2 separate regions of the Mus musculus genome follow, and region 2 is linked to region 1. A link is a contact called in public Hi-C data. All regions are on one chromosome and are shown on one strand. The core of a region is the stretch at or near the end of the contact, and the rest is flanking DNA. Distances in the headings are between cores, read along the strand shown.

Region 1 (3,629 bases), core at 570-3,069:
CTTTGACTTCTTTGGGAGTATGTACCTATAAATATACTGTAATTTTATGTTCAATAGTACCCACAATTGTAAAATTTTGAATCCATTGTGCAGACAAGGTGGTGAACTTCTGCACAAGAGCCGCCCGCTGTGAAGAATCTGCATTCTCTCTTCTTAATGGTGGAAGGAGGGTAAGTGAGTAGCATAATTGACAGCCCCGAGTCAGAAGGTTAAGAAAAGTTGTGTGTATGTTTGTGTGGTTGTATAGACATACATGTGTACATAGATATGTGTGCATGCACGTGTATATATGCATGCCTGTGTATATGTTTTTGTGTGTCTGCCCATAATATGTGTGCATTATGTCTATGCACACATATATGTGTACATATGTGTGTATCATATGTTCGTGTGTTTATGTATGTGCATATGCACTATGTGAGTGTACATTTATGTATAACTGTATGTATGTATCATGCATATGTGCTTATGTGGCTCTGTCTGCATGTAAAGGCTAGCGACTGACACTGATGTCTTTCCTTACTGCACCTCCTCCATCGTTTCTACCTTCTGTTTTGAGACAAGGTTTTATACTTAGAGATAACTTTCATGTAGACCTGTTGGCTAGTGAGCCTCAATATCCTCCTGCCTCAGCTTTCCAGAGCTGGGGTAATGGGCTTACCTGGCTTTGTTATACAGGTGCTGGGGATCCACACTCAGGTCCTCGTTCTTGAAAAAGAAAGTTACTGCGGCAGCATCTCTTCATCCTGGAGAACAGTGTTGCGAATGCACAGGAAGCCTGTCTACCTCATCTCCAGGTCTCTGAATAAGATTTCTCCCCCCCCCACCATTGCCATTTCTATCAGCTTTGAAAGGGGCTGCCTTACAATATTCTCAATGAGGTTACATACAGTGCTTTACAATATTAACTCAATCTGTGGGATTTTATAAAAATGTACCACATTAGAAAATGGCACAAAAATAATAACCCACTGGTTTTCTTTTATAATATCCTACAACTTGACACATCATGGAGTAGTGCAGTTATTAAAATGCAGCCTTGCGCTGGGATGAATGCCACTTATATTTAAAAGGAATGTAATTCTACATGATTTGTGCTCCTTTTTTGTCACAGCAATACAAGAAGTTTTGTGGATTCAGGGACTTTTATCAAGTGGTCGCCTTCCTTCTATGATATTACTTTAAGTGAAGACTGGATGCTTTTAGAACCCTTCTTCCCAGGGGAATTTAAGAAATATAAAATTGGTCATGCTGGCTGCAGGGTTTGGCTAGGAACAAATTCTTAAAGTGGTCATAAAAAAGGAAGAGACATGTTTCCATGAGTTCTTCTCACCCTCCTGGTCATCCTCCTCTGAAAACATCCCATTAAGCTGTCTCACTGTACAAGCAGGAACATACACAGCTAGACTCAAGTTACCAGGAGCACCATGCTCTAGGAAATGAACAATACTATGAGATCAGCACTGAAGGTCATTGTGAGTTCATGGGATCAAAATAAAGTGAGGTGGGCTTTGGATAAGATTGGATCCAGAGGTTCTGTCACACTGTCCATGCATGTCTGTTTATATGACAGTCGTGTCTTCATTTCGAAATGGTTAGAACCTTCACCTTACTATCAACAGTCTTGCTGTCATTCTGTATCTCCCATCCCGGAAGGAAACCACGAATATCTTCAGATCTTCTCCAGCAAAGCAATGCTGTCCTATCACTGAAGGAGGAAAGGCAAGAAGCCCAAGGAAAAGGCCAAGACTCCCCCACTCCAGCTCCCTATTCCCCTACCAGGAAAACAAGAATGGATTCTAAGCAGCAAACCATGTGTGCCTCCTATGCAGCTGTGTTTAGTCCACTGCAAAGAGCAGCATGACCCTGAGCATCTCGTGTTCTAAGAAGCATTGGACAACAGGATGCTCTTCAGTGACAAAAATGCTCTGCCTCTTCGCTGCTACTGCAGCAGTATTTAAGCACATATGACCACTCATCAGGTTGCACTCCATTTTCTTAGGACTTGCATATACTAGCAAGCATTCAATTTCTCAGCCATGTCCCTCCCCCACTCCACTTAGTACTTGACGTATGGGTAGTGCAACTGAAGCATGGGACTTGGGTGGTACCTAAGAAGTAAAGTTAGTTTAGAGAGCCTCATGTTCTAACAGGAGCTGCCATAGTGTATGGGGAAATTCTAAAAACGTAAACCCATCATTCTTTACTATCAATGGGGGGTTGGCTCTAGGACACATACAGACACTAACACTCATAGCTGCTCAAGCCCACTCTATGAAATGGAATGCATTTGCATATAACCTACACACATTTTCTATGGACTTGAGTCCTCTCTAAGTTATTTATACTACCTAATATAAATACTACGAGGAAAGCCATTACTGTATTACCTGGGGAACAATGATAGGGGAAAAGTCTAGTAAATGCATGCAAGTACATTTAACTTTCCTAGAATTTTTAATCCATGGATAGTTGAACCTATGGATATGAAACCTGTATGTATATAGCAACAATTCCACTTCCATTGAAAAAGACAGATCACAATACATGCTTGTTATAGTCATACTGGTGACTTAATAGCAACAAACCCACCATTTTCTTCTATATATGAGGAGCCATTGTGTCCCTTCTTTATAATCTGTAATTATGTTAATATTTGTACTTATTACAAACTGAATTATGAGCATATTTCTACTTATTACATATATTTTGCTTCAGTTTTCATGTTATCCTTTATTCCATCAACCTTTTGTTGGTCTTTATCATATAAGGGGAGCCTGTCCCACCCCACCCCTTCTTTTTTTAATCTGAAGATTACTAGTGGCTTTTAAGAGTTTAGCAAGCATATGTAGAGAGAGTTCATGTGTTTCTTCTTATCTCCCCCTCCAAGAGACAAGAGCCTTTATTAAGTTTCCAAAAGTTGCAATCCGTCAACAGTCATTTGGATTCTTGCATATATTGATAAATCAGGACAGAAACCTAATTTCAGTATAGCCTAATACTGAAAAGTCAACTTCTAGATCAACACTGGTGTTTATACCAAACTCTGTTTCTGTTTTGTTTTGTTTTTTCCATAAAGAATGCAATGAGCCCAATCTAAGACCCAGCCACTGAAATATCAAAATGTACTCAAGCGGGCTTCTTAAACGTGGACTTCTTTCGCAAATCTGCTAATTATCATTCACTCTCTAGGGCCCTCCGGTAGCGGCTTTTCATTTTTGCCAAGGCTTTACTGTTATTAAATGAGAGGGAACTGTTCCTGTTCTGCCGTGCGCAGTATTTATTTAACAAGGGCTATACTAATGAACATTTATAATTGTACTAATTTTTTTTTTGCCAGTGCAATAAACATCCTAATTTATGTTTCTTTGATCACCCAAGCAAGTAAATAATGGGAGCTGGAGGTGTGAATTACAGAGTTTGCCCGTTAAAGCTGTGAAATGTGTGGCCAGAAGTCTAGAAACAAACACCATTACCATAAAATATATCATCATATCAATAAGCCATTTAGAGTAAATTAATGTATATAATAAATGTCCATAATGTATCAAATGCCCTCAGGCAGTATAGCCCATTTGACAATTAATTTGCTTTCTAAGACACTAATTTGTTTTCCAAAATATCTGAGT
Region 2 (3,629 bases), core at 756-3,255, 230 kb after region 1:
GTATTTAGCTGGGTTGTTATCCCTGTTTTACTGATGACACAAGCCAAGATTCAGAGAGATAAGGAGAGCTGGCCAAGGGCAGGAGAGATGGTTTAGCAGTTTAGAGCACTGGGTGATCTTCCAGATGACCTGGGTTTGACTCCCAGCACCCACGGAGCAGCTCACTACCGCCCTCTTCTGGCTCCTCAAGCATCATGTACACAAGTGGTACAGAAAAATATACATGGAGGCAAAACCAGCAGACGCATAAAAAAAAAATTGTTCACATTTTTAAAAACCATGTTTGAAAAGAAATAATTGCCCAAGACCACAGAGCCAATCAGCATCAGAAGTAGGAGTTCAACCGATGTTGGTTTTCTCCTAAATGCCAGCACATTGTACCACAAGGCAGAACTCATAGCACATGTCAGTGAAGTCACCTACCTCATTATCATCCCATTTCATGGATGAAGAAACTGAGTCCATTCAAGATAAACCAGTCCATCCAAGAGCTCATTGTCAATTTGTGACAGGCTCTTCAGTATGGGGTAAAGCATTCTCATCCTTTATATCTATTCAGAATTCTAGACAGAGGATGGAAGGGGACTTCCAAAAGCTCTAGTGTCTGGGAACCACAAAGCTCTGATACCTAAAGGGGCAAAGCTAGATTCCTGAGTCGAGAGAGAGCTTTATTGAGCTGTGGCTGTAGTATAGAGAAACCCTTCCCTTTAGTAGAGAAAGCCACCAGCCCACCTACAACCTGGCAGGGGAGGAGGGGACCACGCACTCTCCTCAAGCTCACTCGCGCACAGTGCCTCCCATCCTCTGAATGCACCAAGAGGCAGGAAGGAAGGGGTTCCCATACTGACATTTCCAAGGTCCCAGAACACGACAGAAGGAGGAGAAAGGGATACAGAGGCAGGAGGCACACCACTCTGATATTCAGGGATGCTCTCTGCATCTCCCACCATGAGAAATCTAAGCTCTTAACAAACACTTCATGAAAGCTAATGCTGGACCAGGAAAACTTAACACTGAGAAACTCAGAGCTTCTTCCAGCAGAGAAAAGGATCTCTTCATCCCCATAGCAGACAGGCCTCCTGTCCTAATGTGGTCAGCCCTCCCCTGTATAGTGAGAAGAAGCCCTGTTCTAGCCACCTGGAGAACCACAGCTTCTCTTGAGACTTTTTGGCTCCAGAAGACAAGTCAGTGCTGGTCTTTTCAGGAATGGAGGCTGGTGTTTCCTAGTTCTTAGTAGTAAATGCCACGTTCTAAATAAAGACAATCCCAGATGAAAATGATTTAAACATCCCAGTAAGATACATCCCTCTTCTGTATACCCTTGATGTATACACATACACACATGTGCATGTGCACACACATACACATTTACACACATACACTTAGATACATGTATGCATATGCATATCTACATAGACACATTCATACTTGCATGCACACACACACACACACACACACACACACACACACACACACACACACTTACCATATATGCACACATGCTCATCCATTCTCACTTAGGAATGAGGTTTCTGGAATGCAGAAAACCTGCTTTCCAGGTTTGCCTAAAGTTTCACCCTCAACTTCCACAGATCGCCCAAACCCCCAGCTGATTTGCTCATATTTCCTCGTTTAAATCAACAGTCTGATTTTATCAACAATGCTCTGCGGAGGTTTATTTCTTCAAACAGACTGTGCTCCTCGTTGCTATAAAGTTAATTTTCTGTTCTTTGTTCACTTCCCTAATCTTCAAATTATATCCTCCTGTTCCCTGATTGCTTACTATTGGAAAAACAGCCCTTTTTTTGCTTCCAGTTTGAATATTTCAAGCCTTATCTTGATGACCCTAATCGCTCTCTCCCCTCGATGGCCTCTCAGGGAGGCAGTAAGTAACTAGCAAGGGTGTGGAACATCACAGGAACAGACAGGGCTCTGGGGCCAGGGCCAGGCTTCTGTGAGGACCACATTCTGCTTTCCCCCTTTCCTGTTTCTTGGAGTGTGGGAAGAGGCTGGCTTTGCTGCAGAGAGGATTAGAAATTCTGGGATCTGCTCCATGCTCTCAGAGAGTCTTAGTGGGAAGACAGAACTGAAGCTTGCAGAATCATGGACAAACGCTTCCGAGGTGGAACGACCTCTGCCTACGCTGCAGAAGAGATTTGATTTGATGATGCTGTTGAGAAACGGCCTAAGGAGGCCAGGCGGAGGAAACTTGACACTTGAGACTCAAAAACTCTGGGAATAGGGAAGGAGCAAAATGGAATCAGTCTTCAAACTTTTGAGATTCTTAAAGAAGAGAGGAGGAGACCCAGCTGTAACAAATGCTCAAGAGAAGTCAATCTGTTTGTGACCACATGGGGGGAAAGGAACTGAAGAAAAAAATAAAGAAATTGGTTTTGTGTGTGAGTTATTTATTTTGGTTTGGGTTGGGATGGGTTGGGAGAGAGGGAAGCTTTGATGTTGTTATTGTTGTTGTTGTTGTTGTTGTTGTTGTTGTTGTTGTTGTTTTAATTCTTTTTTTAAAAAATCCTAACCAAGATTATAGTGAGAGAAGTTTGGTCCCAAGATCAGACACCTAAGTTCTAATAACTTCAAGACTGATACACTACTAATGATGGCAAGACCAATAGATGTTCCCCGCACAAACAAACCATTGTTTCCTGATAGAATTTTCCATGTTTAATAATAATAAAGGCTGTGATTGTGTTTGCCAGACACTGTTCAAATACGTCCCCTGCACCTCTGCATTTAACCTTTAAAGTATTATTGTCCCAGTTTCACAGATGAGAAAGCTGAGACCCAGAGCCTGGTCATTTGGTGAGGGTCACAGGTAGCTAGGATTCCAGTGAGATCTATTTGTGCCCTAAGCTCACATTCAAACAGTTATTTCTGAAATGAATGTGTGGCTCACAACTGACGCATCATTCAGCATCCCGGCCTTGCCCTAGGTTTAATCATCACTGCGACTTCCTGTGAGGTGCTGTATTCCATCTACTCAGAATCTCCCTCCCGGCCTTATCTCTAGAACACAGTTTTCCAAGGTCCTTAGGCCATGCCAGGGCATGGCAACTCTTTGTTTAAAGTGTGTGTGTGTGTGGAGGGGGATCATAAACATTTTAGATGCCGCAGATTATATGTCTCTGTTCCGTATTTTTATTTGGTTTTGGCTTTTTCAATACTTTTAAAGATATACAATGTGTTGGCTTTGTTTCCTGCCCCTGGCCTCAAACCCTCAGAGTCAAGTTTGAAATGCCCGTCTCTCCCTATCTAGCCATCCAATCACCAAGCACTCAGATGCCTTTCATAATACCCTTGATATTTTTCATAGTGATTCGACTCCCCCGTCCTTGCCTCTTTTCTCATAGCCCCCCCCCACACACACACACACATACACACACACACACACACACACTTCCCAAACAGCCCACAGGCCACCATGTAATTCATTATCCTCACAGAACACTTTGTACAAAGCATTCCCTTGCTCAAACATCTTCACATCTAAGCCCCTTCCTCTGCACTCATGGGCAGATCCCCCAGAACACACACACTGTTGTCTGGTCCTCATTATCATACGTAGCAGGCCAGCCAACACTGAGTGGGCATGAATAGGAACCGTCGCCCTGTTAAGC

Evidence for each region. Hi-C and Micro-C count contacts between places; a contact is called where the count stands out from the background.
Region 2: a contact with region 1 is called in a Hi-C map of uterus, with 5 times the contacts expected there. The contact joins two enhancer-like sites. A contact is called at or near these places in 1 of 39 promoter capture datasets (the C10 cell line), 1 of 15 datasets of contacts at CTCF or cohesin (embryonic stem cells), 13 of 484 Hi-C or Micro-C datasets (embryonic fibroblasts, embryonic stem cells, fibroblasts and 4 more) and 1 of 9 other capture datasets (embryonic tail).

The regions. Positions count from the first base shown.
Region 1 is chr11:45,306,757-45,310,385 of GRCm38.p6, forward strand. No RefSeq gene overlaps it. Among named protein-coding and RNA genes, the nearest start is that of Gm12159, 190 kb to the left of the region's middle. Within about 2 kb of position 1,820, at least 2 of the 459 cell types and tissues checked have an H3K27ac peak or open chromatin away from gene starts, as enhancers often do. A contact at or near this core is called in uterus, where this site is marked.
Region 2 is chr11:45,533,721-45,537,349 of GRCm38.p6, forward strand. No RefSeq gene overlaps it. Among named protein-coding and RNA genes, the nearest start is that of Gm22284, 100 kb to the right of the region's middle. Within about 2 kb of position 2,006, at least 16 of the 459 cell types and tissues checked have an H3K27ac peak or open chromatin away from gene starts, as enhancers often do. A contact at or near this core is called in uterus, where this site is marked.